Regions from separate parts of the Mus musculus genome. Here region 1 is linked to region 2. A link is a contact called in public HiChIP or PLAC-seq data. All regions are on one chromosome and are shown on one strand. Each heading gives the region's core, a stretch centred on a gene start, on an enhancer-like site or on the middle of the called end of the contact. The rest is flanking DNA. Distances are from core to core; before and after follow the strand shown.

The links. HiChIP or PLAC-seq counts read pairs in DNA pulled down with a chosen protein or histone mark.
Region 1: a contact with region 2 is called in an H3K4me3 HiChIP or PLAC-seq map of bone marrow-derived macrophages, with 3 times the contacts expected there. The contact joins two enhancer-like sites. A contact is called at or near these places in 5 of 115 datasets of contacts at active chromatin or transcription factors (the 230-238 cell line, bone marrow-derived macrophages, embryonic basal ganglia and 2 more).

The regions. Positions count from the first base shown.
Region 1 is chr5:118,629,302-118,636,457 of GRCm38.p6, reverse strand. The region is part of intron 2 of Med13l (mediator complex subunit 13-like); the gene reads right to left. Among named protein-coding and RNA genes, the nearest start is that of Med13l, 72 kb to the right of the region's middle. Within about 2 kb of position 3,232, at least 28 of the 459 cell types and tissues checked have an H3K27ac peak or open chromatin away from gene starts, as enhancers often do. A contact at or near this core is called in bone marrow-derived macrophages, where this site is marked.
Region 2 is chr5:118,350,259-118,357,299 of GRCm38.p6, reverse strand. No RefSeq gene overlaps it. Among named protein-coding and RNA genes, the nearest start is that of Gm46942, 6.1 kb to the left of the region's middle. Within about 2 kb of position 2,974, at least 113 of the 459 cell types and tissues checked have an H3K27ac peak or open chromatin away from gene starts, as enhancers often do. A contact at or near this core is called in bone marrow-derived macrophages, where this site is marked.

The sequences.
Region 1 (7,156 bases), core at 1,983-4,482, 280 kb before region 2:
CTGATTCATGATCCATGAGCAAAGCCTTGAGCTGGATAACTCCATCTTTCAAGCAAGAGTGGCTGGAGGTGACCGTGGATACAGGAGAGCTAACTGTCTCAAAGAGCAAGGTATGAAGAGAAGGGCTTCTGGTGTGCGGTGACCTCTGATGCCCCACAACTGCACTGAATGGCTGAATCCTACCTTGATGAGGAATGAGTCCATCTCTAGTGTACTAGTGACCATCGGTGGTTTTGGAAGTCCAGGTAATTCTACCACAGAAACAAGAGCAGCTGCTCCATGAGAGACTCCAGGCATTGTCTCTCACACCTGGTCACATCTGCCACAAAAGCTAGCACTTGTCTGCTGTAACTTCAACAGAGGCACACTGAGAGACAGCTAGCTACACAAAGGACGCGGCCACTGGCGGAAGCACTAACCAGTTAATCCTCTGTCAGCCGTGAAGCGCCTGTGGGAAAACAGTGCTAGTTACAGCAGAGAGAGAGCAGGAAGCAGAGGCTGGGGCAGAGCGTCTGAAATTAGGCCACACACGCAAGAAAAAAAGACCTGGAATTTCTCTGCACTAATAAATATTTCCAGTTGTGTTTGCTGAGAAACTTTTTGTGTCAGAGTGTAGCAACATAAGGGCCATCTATGTCCCTGATTAACACAGTCATAGAGAAGCACACACCACTGCCAGTTGGGAACATTAGACTTCCAAGGCCAGTTTTTGTCTGTGAACAAATGTCAATCAAGCACGGGAAAGTGGCGGCGACTCCTGGGGGACCTGCCTTCACTCTGCCAGCACTACAGCAACAGCCTGTCCGGGAGGCACTGTGAGAGGGCCCACTGGGAGGCCTTCACAAGACTGAGGAAGGGCTCTCTAAGAGTTGTCTGTGTGCACTCAGCCATCCATGATGTCTCCCCCCTCTGTAGAGTCACTGTCACCACTACACTGATTCCCAGTCACCTCATCTCCAATCTCCACTTTCCTGGAGACAAGCTTTGTTCTGACGGTGAAGGCCATTCCAGTTTCTCAGCCTGCCGATGCTGACCCACACTCTGCCCTCAGACTGGGCTCTCCTGACTCCACAGCCCCGCACAGCCCTTCTGAGAGCCACGCTGGCCTTCAGTCCTGGAAGAAACATTCTGCATCACCCACCGACAAAGCCTGCTGTCCTTTCTGTCACCAATCCTGTCGCTTCATCCACTTCAACTCTTTCCTACTTCTCAAACCCTGGTCCAAGGCTGGAGTGTGCGTAGCATGTTTCTGGCCCTTGTGTTCAATCTCCAAAGCAACAACAGACTAAAACATTAACTAACCCTCAGTTCAGAACAGCACTTCCCAGACAAGCCCACGCAGTCTCTCAACTCTTCTCCGCTTGTGTCTGTGAGTTTACTAATGTTCACGCCTCCTTTTCACCAATAACCTAAAACTCAGAGTGAACAAACCAGCTTGCTGTCAGTCATTCCTACATCCCATGAGGTGTGGTGTGGTGTGGTGTGGTGTGGTGTGGTGTGGTGTGGTGTGGTGTGGTGTGGTGTGGTGTGGTGTGTGGTGGCTGTACACACTGGGGCTTGCTAAACTAACACACCTCACCCAGTACAAAGATCCCCAGAACTGTTCAGGGCAACCCTCCTTGCCAATGAACTGGAAACCTAAGAGAGGGACTCTGACAGGATCAGGTTTTACATCCAATGACTTCAAGAATGAAGACAAAATTCTACATATATGAACCCAGTGGATTTATGTCAGAGAAATAATACCATTCTCTATCTAGAATTCAATCTTTAAAACTAGACTAGTCTCTAAACACACAACAGATTAAAAATCAGTTTATAAAAGTAAAGAAATGGCTCAGAAAGAAAACTCGGACAACAGAGAAACTTCCTGAAAGGAACAACCAGTTGCTGGATAGGACAGCACCTGAACTGTCTATGAGAACTGAGCGCTGCCAGGGTGGGGCTGTAGCAGGTAGCAGGGAAACTGAAGTCATGTTTTATACACGGGAAGGATTCCCAAATACAGCAGAAAGCAGTTACTGAGTTTTTAGTGTATCCTGTTAAGGACCTATACTACTTTCTTCATCAACAAGGCAGGCTTCTTTTTCCTATGGTGCTGCGTGGATCCGAAGGCTCAGGCTTTTCCCATAATATTTATACTTTGAAAACCTTGCTCTCTAAGTATGCACCATCTCTAAAGAGGACTTATTTTGTGCAGACACTGAGTCTGCGTGTCCTGTGTTGAGGTAAGACTGGAGATGGACACAAGTCTAGGACAGCAAAGAGCATGGCGCACCAACACACACAGCACGCTGCTCACCGTGCTCCCCTCTTCTGGTCCTCAGGGTCTTCCCTCTGGCTCACTAACAGCTGCAGTGCTCCCCTCACACTTGCAGCTGATGGACTGTGCCCTAGAAAACAGTCCAGGAGCTGACAAGTTTATTTAACAGTACTTCTCCAAAGAAATGGCACTTCCCCACACCTGAGAACCAGCTTATGAAGGTTTTTGGTTCTGGTTTGTTTTCTGTTGTTGTTGTTGTTGTTGTTGTTTCTGAGATGGGGTTTTTCTGTGTAGCCTTGGCTGTCCTGGAACTCACTCCATAGATCAGGTTGGCCTCAAACTCACAGAGATCCACCTGCCTCGGCCTCCTAGGTGCTGGAATTAAGGGTGTGCCAAAACTGCCTGGCTATAAAGATAATCTGAATACTTTCCAATGTTATCCTGCATCCAGTTTTATACGTAACATGACTGTTATATATAATCTATATAAGCTACATGTATCTACCCAGTCTCTGAGCACCGTCCCGTCTACTGTGATGCTCTGTCAGTGGTGTAACATAAAACAGGATGAGAATATTGCACTCACAGCTCAAAACAAAGAAATGTTTGTTTATTATACAGCCTGTCCGGGGTCAAAGACTTCTGCAGTGACGAGACTAAGTGAGAGCAGCCCAGACTCGGCATAGTTCCTTAACCACAAACACAAGGTGGTGGGGGGGGGGGGGGGCGGACACCACGGGACAGACAGACAGACAGACAGACAGACTCCTGAAGAACACCAGCAGAAGGTATACGGGGTGGCATTTAAGTATCTGCTGAAAGAACATGAGCCAAAGCGGTGGCTCCTCAGATAAATGCGATCAGACCTGGTCTTCAGAGGAAACAAACAAATACCTCCAAGAAATGAGTCATGAAGAAGGCACAGACTAGAAGAAAGACCAGAACGAGGACTTCCAGTGCAGGCAGTAAAACCAGGAAACTGTGCTAGAAGAGAGGAACTGGGCAACTGTGAGGCACTGAGACATCCGAAGAAGATAGGCTGTCAATGCACACGTTTTATTTTTGTTTGTTTGTTTGTTTGTTTGTTTTCCAAGACAGGTTTCTCTGCATAGCCCTGGCTGTCCTGGAACTCACTCTGTAGACCAGGTTGCCTCGAACTCAGAAATCCACCTTCCTCTGCCTCCCAAGTGCTGGGATCAAAGGCGTGCACCAACACTGCCCAGCAGTGGCCATGTTTTAAAGAAATTAAAAGACAGTTTTCCCAGCCATTCAGAGAGCCCAACATAGTAGACACAAGAGACAGATCTGAGAGCTGTGAGTCCTACGAGTTACAAGGCAACATGGTTCTTATTCTAAACTTTAAAACCACATTAATCATACAATCATTGATCTCAACAGAGGAAAAAGTCTTTGTTGTTGCTGTTGTTCTCTCTTGCAGCTGTGTAATCAAATAGTGGCCTGAACTACACCCAACTCACTGAGTGTGTTAAGTGATAACCTGACGACTCAGCAAGAGATTCGTTTTCAAGTCTCTCCAAAACTCCCATGTGGATCCAAACAGCAGGCTCCGTCTCAAGCACATGTACTGCTTCCTTGTCTTCCTTGTCACGGCCGCTCTGGCCTGGTGGAGAGCTCACCAAACACTCAAGTCTGCTACTGCCCACCACTTACGCTCAGGTTCAAATACTTTCCCACCAAAAAGAAGCTGTCAAAAGCATCACGTGGAGGCTGCCAGCACTTCCCTTTGGATAACTACACTCTGCGGCACACAGACCTCAGTTGGCATTTTCTCTCCACATATTAAGAACACATTTGCTGAAAGGACAAGCTTTCATGAACCTGAACTTAAAGCTCTGAGCTGGAGAGATGGCTCAATGGTTAAGAGCTCTGGCTGCTCTTTCTTGGGACCTGAAGTACCCACCCAGCAGCCACAGAGAGGCTCACAGGTGGCTGTTACTCAGGGAATCCATGACTCCCTCTGGCTTCCACAAGTATGCACACATATCGTACATAGACAGACAGACATGCAGGGAAACCAGTTGAACACATAAGATTAAAATAAAGGGGAAAGGTGAACTTCATCCAGCGTCTTCTTCTGTAACATGTAGCAGTTGGTTTCTGAGAGAATCCCATAACATGGAGCTAGCACTCACATGCCCGTCACCCACCTCTGCCTGGGCACCGTCAGCCTAAATATCAACACAGAAGGGAAAGGAAAACGGTATCTCCACATCACAGAACAGCTCTGACCTTTAAGACTCTCTGACGGGGTCTACAGGACCTATGCCAACCATGAGGCTACAGACCACACTACTAAAACTGCTGGCTAAGGTTGCTGCAGCTGGGCACACAGCCCTGCTGGACAGTCAGTTCCATCTGGGAGATTGCTCTTAGTTGGGAGGAGGTATCCTACTTGGAGGAAGAGGAAAAATAACACTTATTAAAAAAAAAATCTAATGAGACATCTATAAATCACTCCACACTGAGTTTACATTTACTTCTTATGGGATAGCATAAAATGAACCTTTGCCTTCAGGGAAATCACTTAATAAGTCTCAAAAATCTAAAATCTAATTTACCTACCCACCTATTTATCTATCTCAGCTGAACTTTTCCAGTTGCTATACCCAGTTCCCCATACAGTATGACCTCCAGGTTAGCCCGCTCTAGCCTCTCTGTTTGCAAGGCTCCTGAGCACTGTGAAGGCAGAGAGCAATGAACATGTAATGATGTACCCTGATGCCTGCACACACATAAATGGCAGCTAACAGTGTTAGTGGCAACCTCACTGCTGCCCCTCTGCACTCTCAGAACTCAGTCCCCTTCCCTGTGCCTGTGCTCTATCAGCTAATCAATTTCTAAATCACAATGCGAGACTTCGGATTTATCGCTTATCACTTACACCCAGCTAATTAGATCCACAGACTGAAGATAATCTTTGAAGGCTGATTTTTTTCAATCAACTATATTGAGGCTTTTAAAGCATTTTAAAGCGCATTTTCTTTCTCATCAGTCAACAGTTGTTTCTCAGTCATCAAGTATTGGTCTCCCTTTCTGATTCTGACAAACCACAAGTGAGAAGGCTGGGGACGAAGCAGAGTGGGCAAGTGCTGGCCTACTCCTTCAATTCCCAGTACCACCAACCTAGGCATGGCTGGGCACCCCTGCAATGCCAGCACTCGGGACATGGAGGCTGGAGGTTCGGGAATTCAAAGCCAAGGCCATGCTGGAATATATAAGACCCTGTCAAAAAACAAAACAAAGCAAAAGCTACTTAGCTCAAACCCCTTGCCACACACAGCTTGAACTTCATAGCAGTTGTTCCTTGGACATTTCCCTCTGCTCAGCAGGTCTGGAAATGTTCTCGGCAGCTCCTTTTCAACACTCAATATCTAAGAATGCTTCAGTCAGGGGACAGCATTGGCTCCTGCGTTTCCTCATAGCCACTAACACTAAGAAAGGCATGCTGGCAAACTGCAGTGTATATAGCAGGCTACAGCCCCAACAAACTGCTGGGCATTATGACACTGGGACAGAGACGCTTTGGCCATATATGCATCCCAGATGATTTCCTGGGATCATTCTCTATAATGACAAATATCCTATTTTCATTAAATAGGAAACAGAAAATGAAAATGTTTATCTCATAGATTTTAGGCCTCTAATCTGGAATACTGAAAGCATCTGTCTTCAGGTACCACACAGCACACTGAAAATTACTGAATCCGAAATTCAGTACCTTTACCACTTCACAGCACAGTGACGGTGAGCAGTCACTGTGTACCTGCCTGTGTAACCTTAAATCTTAGCAAGATTCTACAGCCAGCCTGGTCTACCCAACCAGTGGCAGTCCAGCCAGGACTACATGGTGAGACTATCAAAGTGATAGAAAGTCAAAGGCATCTGAATACTCGATCGTCCTGAAGGGTAAATCCAGCTGAGCTTCTCAAGCCAAGGCCTGCTGTGCACCTCTGGGGTAGGTGTGCTGACTACTCAGGATGCACAAAATACAAACTTACCATCGCCTGCCCAGAACCAAGAGAGTATGCACATGTCTGAAAACACTGATCTTTGCCAGGCATGGTGTTGCAGCACACCTTTTATCCTAGCACTTGGGAGGCAGAGGCAAGTGGATTTCTGAGTTCTAGGCCAGCCTGGTCTACAGAGTGAGTTCCAGGATAGCCAGGGCTACACAGAGAAACCCTGTCTCAGAAAAACCAAAAAAAAAAAAAAAAAAAAAAAAAAAAAAAAAAAAAAACCCCAAAAAACCAAACAAACAAAAAAAACCTTATCTTCAGAGAAAGACTGTTAGCTGTTGCTTCTGGCACAAACAGAACCAAACACTAACACTAGTCATGTTAGTAGGCTGCTGCGAGCCCAACTCTCACTCAGCTAAGGCAGGAAAAGAAGAGAGTGTAAGGCTAGCTCACAATGCATGATGAGTACCAGGCCAACCTGGGCCACACAGCAAAACCACATCTCAAAAACACACTGCTAGTACTTCAAAATTAATAATTATCAGCGCACACACACGAAGTGTGTATCAACAAGGCTTGGCTTGTATTTATATTTAATTTCTAATTATTTTCACAAACTCTTTATAATTTTTTAAAAGCATAATCATTCCACAGGAAAAATGTACTCATAATCCAGTGAGATCTCAAAAAAATTAACCTTGACTAGAAAAACAAATTAAGCCAGAGTTATTAAACAATAAGAGTAAATAAGTATCTAATGTATATGAATATACCAAGATCATTCTATTGCTGAGTGTGGCACACACATGTACCTAGCCCTTAGGAAAAAGGAGACCAGGAGGTCAAGGCCATCCTCAGCCACCAAGTCTGAGACGAGACTACATGAGACCCTGCCAAAAATAAAAGCAATAAGGCA
Region 2 (7,041 bases), core at 1,725-4,224:
AGCTGCTGAGCCATCTCTCCAGCCCCTCCACCATATTTTTTTTCCTTCTTTTTGAGACAGAGTCACTGAATCTGAAGCTCACTGATGCAATTCGTCTGGCTAGCTTGTGAGTCCCAAGTATTTTCCTGTATCTGTTTCCCCAGCTTTGGGATGGCAGACGAGTTTAACCCTATCTGTCTTAAGGTCATCATGGCTGTGATAAACACCATGCTGAAAAGTGACTTTAGGAGGAAAGGGTTTATTTCGCTCACTGTTCCATAACACAGTTTATCATCCAAAGTAGTGAGGGCAGGAACTCACACAAGGCAGCAATCTGGAAGCAGGAGCTGATGCAGAGGCCATGGAGGGATGCTGCTTACTGGCTTGTTCCCCGTGGCTTGCTCAGCCTGCTTTCTTAGAGAACCCAGGAGCACCAGCCCAGGGATGGCTCTGCCCACAGTGGGCGGAACCCTTCCCACATCAATCACCAATTGAGAAAATGTCCTATAGGCTTGCCTGCAGCCTGATCTCATGGAGGCATTTCCTCAACTGAGGCACCTTTCTCTCTGATGACTCCAGCTTGTGTTAAGCTGACACAGAACTACCCAGCACGGCATCCTACTTTTACATGAGTTCTGGGGATTTGAACTTGGGTCCTCATGCAAGCACTTTACTGAGCTGTTTCCCCACCTCCCTCTTCTTCCTACCTCTGGCCTTATTTATGAAACCATTCCCAAACCCTCCTCTGTTCAATGGCTCTGGGCATTTGACATTATACTGCCTGAGGATGCTCTGGGGGGGGGGGGCGCTCTCTGTGCTTCTTCCAGGGCTGGACACACAACAGACTACCTGCTTTAGTTCTTTTATCCTCTGAAATTTTGTTTGGGGAAAGTCATTGAATTGACTTTCCCAGGTTTGTTTCTCTGTCTCCCCCCACAATCCCACCTCCGAGACCCTGTTTTAGCCCCGCCACCCAGACACAGCCTCTCCGTGGCCTCCAGGAAATGCCTTAGCTGTTCAACCCATGGCGCCTGTTTTACTTGCTAGAACTTGAACGTCCCCAGACCCAGAAGCACTCCTCAAATGACTTGGCCCACGCTATACCAGCCACTGCACACTCTGCCAGCTTTGTAGTGTGTTGCCCAATGCCGGAGCAATTTGGCATTCAATCTCTGGCCCAATGAGTCCCCTGTGCCAATTTATGACACTATTAAGTGAGTGACTCTTTGGGATTTAGCCTCACAAACTCCAACCTCTTCAACCCTCTGTCCCATCCTGAGGAGGCCACACACTCTCTTGGGCTCTGCGTCCCCACCGTCCCCGTGTCACAACCTCAAGCAGAAAGCTGGGCCCAGGCTTTACAGAGTTAGCCCGTCTTTATAGCGCTCACAGCTCTCCTCTGCTGTATCTGCTTGTGTTCATCTGGCAAACAGCCCTGAGTACAGTCACCTTGGCCAGAGGCAGAATTTGACTGGCTAACTTGAATAGAAGGGGGTGGGGATGGGGGAGCCAGGGAGGGAGGGAGGGAAGGGTAGAGGGAGGGAAGAAGAAAGCAATGTGAGCCAGCAAGAAAAATAAGGGGGTGGGGTGGGGCCTAGGATGTAGCTCAGTGGCAAAAGGCCTGCCCGACACAACGTGAAACCCCCCGCACCTATCCCTAAATACACATGCACATGCACACAGAAAGAGATGGACAGACAGACAACAGAAACAGAATTAGAAGCTTCCAGAGAGATTTTAAAACATAAAATAGCCAAACAGTCTTAGAAAGGCACAGGGATTGCCCTGGCTATGGAGACCCAGGGGGGTCCCGGGGAGGTTTCCAGATGCCTTGATGGATTTGCGCCAAGGCTACAGAGTCCTAAATTCTGAGAGAACCTCATCTGGCATGGTCAAAATTGTGCGTTTACCTCTTGGCCAGAGGAAGGCAAGAGGTCCTTACATGAAGTTGCTTTTTCCAGAAGAAAGAAGACCAAGGGTGGGACTGTAGAAGCTATGGGCAGAACTCAACAGCTTTAAGTAGGGTGGGGTTTGAACTCAGAGCCCTGGCTAGCTTTCTGCTATCAAACCTTTAGACCTTCTGATTCTCTCTCCCCAGGCATGCTGCCCTGCCTGCCAGCAGACCTTCACAGTAATCCCCCTGTAGGGGCACAGAAACAGCAGAATCTTCTCATCTGGCCTGAAATGCCAGTTGAGAGCTTGCTCTTTGAGCACAAAGCCCTCGGGCTGCTGACGTTCAAGGAAGAGTTCCAGAGAATTAAGCTGGCTTGGTAGTGAAGGGCAAGCTTGAACCTGTGTCTCAGGGGCAGCACAGGAAGGAAAAAAACAAAAAACAAAACAAAAAAAACAACAATCTATTTCTCTCCTGCCTGTTGAGTGCCAGGAAGAAAATGTGGTGGAGTGTGTTTCCAGAGGGAGTCCAAGGTAGCTCCCGGCTAGTTTATTAAGCAGCCTAATTCCATCAAGATAAAGAGATTCCCTGCAATTGTTCTGAAGAATTCCATTGCTCCCGCTTTTCCCAGAGGCTAAAGGATTTGTGTGTGTGTGTGTGTGTGTGTGTGTGTGTGTGTGCACTCGAGTGTGTGTGAGAGTGTGTATTAGTATCTGTGAGTGTGTTAGTGTGAGAGTGTTTATATAAGAGAGAGAATGTGTGTTATGAGAGTGTGTATATGTGTGTGAGTATGAGTGTGTATGTATTATGTATGTGACTGGGTTACTGTGAGTATGTGTGTGTGTATATGTGTATATGTGTCAGTGTGAGTATATGTGCATGAGGGTGAGCATGAGTATAAGTGTGTGTGTTGTGTGTGTCTGTGTGTGTGTGTTCATGCTTTCAAAGGTCTCCAGCTGAGATATTTTAAATCTCCCCCAACACTACTGTTTTTTCTGGATCACACTGACTTCAAGGGGAATTTGAAGTCTGGTGTTCGGACCAATGAGTCAGTGAGTTCAGGACCGTAACTCAACCCTGGAGAATCCGATTGGCCTGGGGTGCTGGGAGGGCACACTTTTCAAAAGAGGAAGAGAAAGGACTTGGGAGGAAGAGGAAGAGTGTCAGAGTGTAGGAGAGGGAGGCAGGGGAGGGGAGTGGAGTGGAGAGGGAGAGAGGAACTGCTAAGAGATGGGGAGAAGGAAGGGGAGGAAAACGGGAGGGAGAAATGAGGGGGACCGGAAAGGGGGCAGAAGGGACAGAAAGCTAAAGTAACACGTGAGTCTAATTCTGGGAATAATGTCGCCTTGTGTCTCTGGCTTCCCGCAAGCTTCTCATCAAGGGCTTGGTGGAAAGACCCAATCTTTGAAGTTCCTCCCCCAGGCAAGTAGAAAAGAGATTTGAAGACTCTCTGAAACCTCGTTTCCCTGTAGGGAAGTGTCCAAGGGGATTTAAAGACAGGGATAATTGCACATCCTGGCGTCTCCATGCCACACCCACTCGATGGGAGGTGCTTAGTCAATGATTGCTTTCCCAAATGAATGAATGGATTCAGCTCTCAAACTAGCAGGCCGTGACCCTGTGGCTTCCCGTTGTTCTGTGCCCTGGGGTGATGGTGATGGTCTGAAACAGGACAAGAAGCCTAAGCTAGCTGGTAAGCGAGTCCAGCGGGTGGTCTTGTCTCCTCCTCTCCAGAAACTGAAATTACAACACAACATCGAACCCAGGTCCTTACACTCACAAGGCAAGTGAATGAAAAGAAGAAGGAGGAGGAGGAGGAGGAGGAGGAGGAGGAGGAGGAGGAGGAGGAGGAGGAGGAGGAGGAGGAGGAGGAGGGGAGGGGGAGGGGGACGGGGGGGGGGAGAAGGAAAAGAAATAAAATGGAAAGGAAAGGACACAGGCGCTCCTAGGTATGGTGGAGGAGAATGTTTATTATTATATCTGTGGGAGCATAGCCAGAAGCAGACACATCTGGGAGAGTCCAGCGTGGTCATGACCCTGAACTGAGTCCGGGGAGGGGAAGAGAGAGTGGATTATATTGGGAAGAGCCTCTGGGAGGCAGGCAGCCCAGCCCCTGGGCTGGAGAGTTCAGGGTAGAGGGCGGAGTTATGCCAACCACGCCCTGAAACAGGTAGGGACTGAGGAATCCTGGGAGGAGCTAGAGGCCAGGTCCTCTTTAAAATGTTAAATAGGCACCTCATTCCTCCCTCCCTTCCCCCCGCCCCCATTCCGGGTTTGAAACTTAACAGTGTATCCTTTAAGAACTGAGCCATGTGTCCCACTCCCATGCCCCAAGCCCATGAGACTCTTTGAATTCCATGGTCATCCTCTTTGGTAGATCATGAATTCTTCCGGTCTCACACCACACCATCTCATGCAAGCGTCTTTGCAGTTACAGGGCCGAGTGGCCAGACCCTGCCCACCCCTAACTGGCACTTCCCACCCCTCCACCCCCCACACCCCAACCTCCCGATATTCTTCCCACACCAACACATCCACAATGTGCTCTTAGTTTAAATGACATTTTAGCTTAGAATTTTCTCTTGCCCATTGTGTTGGACATAAGCAAGCTTGATGCTTAGGAAAATTCAGTTCTTACTAGCCACAAGCTGTACATCGGTTTCTATTTGTTTTCTGGGAGAGTCTTATGTAGCCCAAGCTGGTCTCATCTGGGTATAGAGTCAAGGTTGGCCTTGAACTCCTGATTGTCCTGTTTCAGCAAGTGCTGAGATGACAGTATACAATGAAAGGTTTATTGTTGTTGTTGTTGTTGTTTTGGATTGTGATAAAAATGATAGGAAGTTTGTACCCTGGGTTCTCTGTCATGTTCCACTGTTCAGGTCAGGCAATCTCCAACGCCACCAATCTGTAAGTGACCAAAACCTTGTGATATCTGTAATTCTCTGACGGTCTGGTTTTATCAAGAGACAATCTTAAGGCTATTAAATCCAGCTTTTTCTAATGGGTGTATCTGGGATGTGGTTCTCAGGAACACTTTGCTTGTGTGAATTTCAAGAACAAGGAAAAGTGGGGCACCACCCACACAGTCCACACTAGCACGATGAAGAATCTGAGACATCCTGCAGTAAAACAACCCAGTATGCTTCCCTGGCCATGACTGTGCAGGAACCTGAGGATGCTCTAATGAAGACCTGGACCCACTGATCTGTCCAGGTTGATCCGTTCCCTTTTTCATAAGGGGTGCTAGTGAGATTTTGGCTTTCCCTGAGTCTATATCTCTTCTTTGTCCTTACTAGGGAACTAGAAAGATAGCGACATAACAACTAAACTGCCAATCTCCTTTATCTTAATCACTGTTCTATTGCTATGAAGAGGCACCATGGCCAAGGCAACACTTGTAAGTTCATGATCATCCAGGCAGAGAGAAAACAGGCTGGCACTAGAGCAAGCAGTTTGTGAGCATTGCATCCTGATACACGGGCAGCAGGCAGAAACATAGGGAAGAAGGGAGGGAGAAAGGGAGAAAGGGGAGAGAGAGAGGGAAGGTGGGAGGGAGAAATGGAGGGAGAAAGAGAGAGAGGAAGAGGGAGAGAGAGGGAGAAAGGAAGGGAGAGAGAGGGAAAGAGAAGGAAGGAGGGAGGGAGAAATGGAGGGAGGAAAGAGAGAGAAAGGGAGGGGGAAGTGAAGAAGGGGAGGGAGGGAAGGAGGGAGGGAGGAAGGGAGAGAGAGAGAGAGAGACTCTGCCATGGTGTTTGAAACCTCCAAGTCCAGCCCAATTAACCCACTTTCTCCAGTAAGGCCACACCTCCTAATCCTTTTTAAACAGGTCTGCTCCCTGATGACCAGGCATTCAAATGAGCCAATGGGAGCCATTTTTATTCAAACCACCACGAATGTTCTTCCCCTAGTACTTGAACAGGCTAAATAGACCTTAAGTACCCCCACAGTTGGACCCAGCTGGAGACTTCTGCCTTGCTGCACCTGCAGTTTCCTACAGGAACAGACTGCCCACTGAGCTCACTTTGCAACATAATCCAGCTGAAACAAAGGATGGGTCTGTGGGTTTTCCCTATATAAACAGAGTGCTGAAAATTAAACTTTGAGCCTTGATCAGAACCTTTATCTTGGCTTCATCCTCTCGCACCCTGTCCTTTTTCATTTCCAGCCCTCCTTTCAGGTATACCCAGTTTGTCCATGGCCACTGGACGGCTACAACCACATGCTGCTTAGAACACCTTTCATTAAAACCCTTGTTGTTGGGAATGGAGAGATGACTTCCAGTTTGGTTTGAAACACCCAGGTTAGGTTTCCAACCACCTGTAACTCCAGCTTCAGGGGATCTGACAACTTCTGGCCCCCAAGGATACCATGCACACATGGCTTGCGTTCGTGCAAACACACATATGTACACATAAAATAAAAAATAGTCTAAAAGAATTTAAAAGTAAAGCAATGTGTACTGTGTGTGTGTTTTGTTTTTGTTTTTTAAAGAGGAATAGCCTCCCAAAGAAATAATAATGAAGAAGACAGTTGTCAATGCAAATTTCAAGCAAGTTGTAACTAGATGTCACTAAAGATCTCACAATGTCTGTCCCTAAGTGTCTTAGTCAGGGTTGCCATTGCTGTGATAAAATACCATGATCAAAGCAACTTGTGGAGGAAAGGGTTCATTTGGCTTATATTCCATAATAAAGTTTGTCATTGAAGGAAGTCAGGACAGGAACACAAGCAGGGCAGGACCTAAAGGCAGGAGCTAATGCAGAGGCCATGGAGGGGTGCTGCTTACTGGCTTGCTCCCCATGGCTTGCTCAGCCTGCTTCCTTATAGAACCCAGGAGCACCAGCCCAGAGATGGCTCCACCCACAGTGGGATGGCCCTTCTCCATCAATCACTGATAATGAAAATACCCTATAAACTTGTCTACATCCTGATCTGGTAGAGGCATTTTCTCCATTGAGGCTCCCTCCTCTCAGATAACTCTAGCTTGTGTCAAGGTGACACTAAACTAGCCGGCACACTAAGAAACAAAGAAGGGGACTGTATACTTTGGGGATCATCTTTGTAGACATCAGACAAGACCCCTCCTTGCCCATAGGTCCCATCCCACACTAGCACAGAGGAGTCAGAAGGCCTAAAAGTGGCACCTGAGCAGATGCTAGTGTACCAAGCTT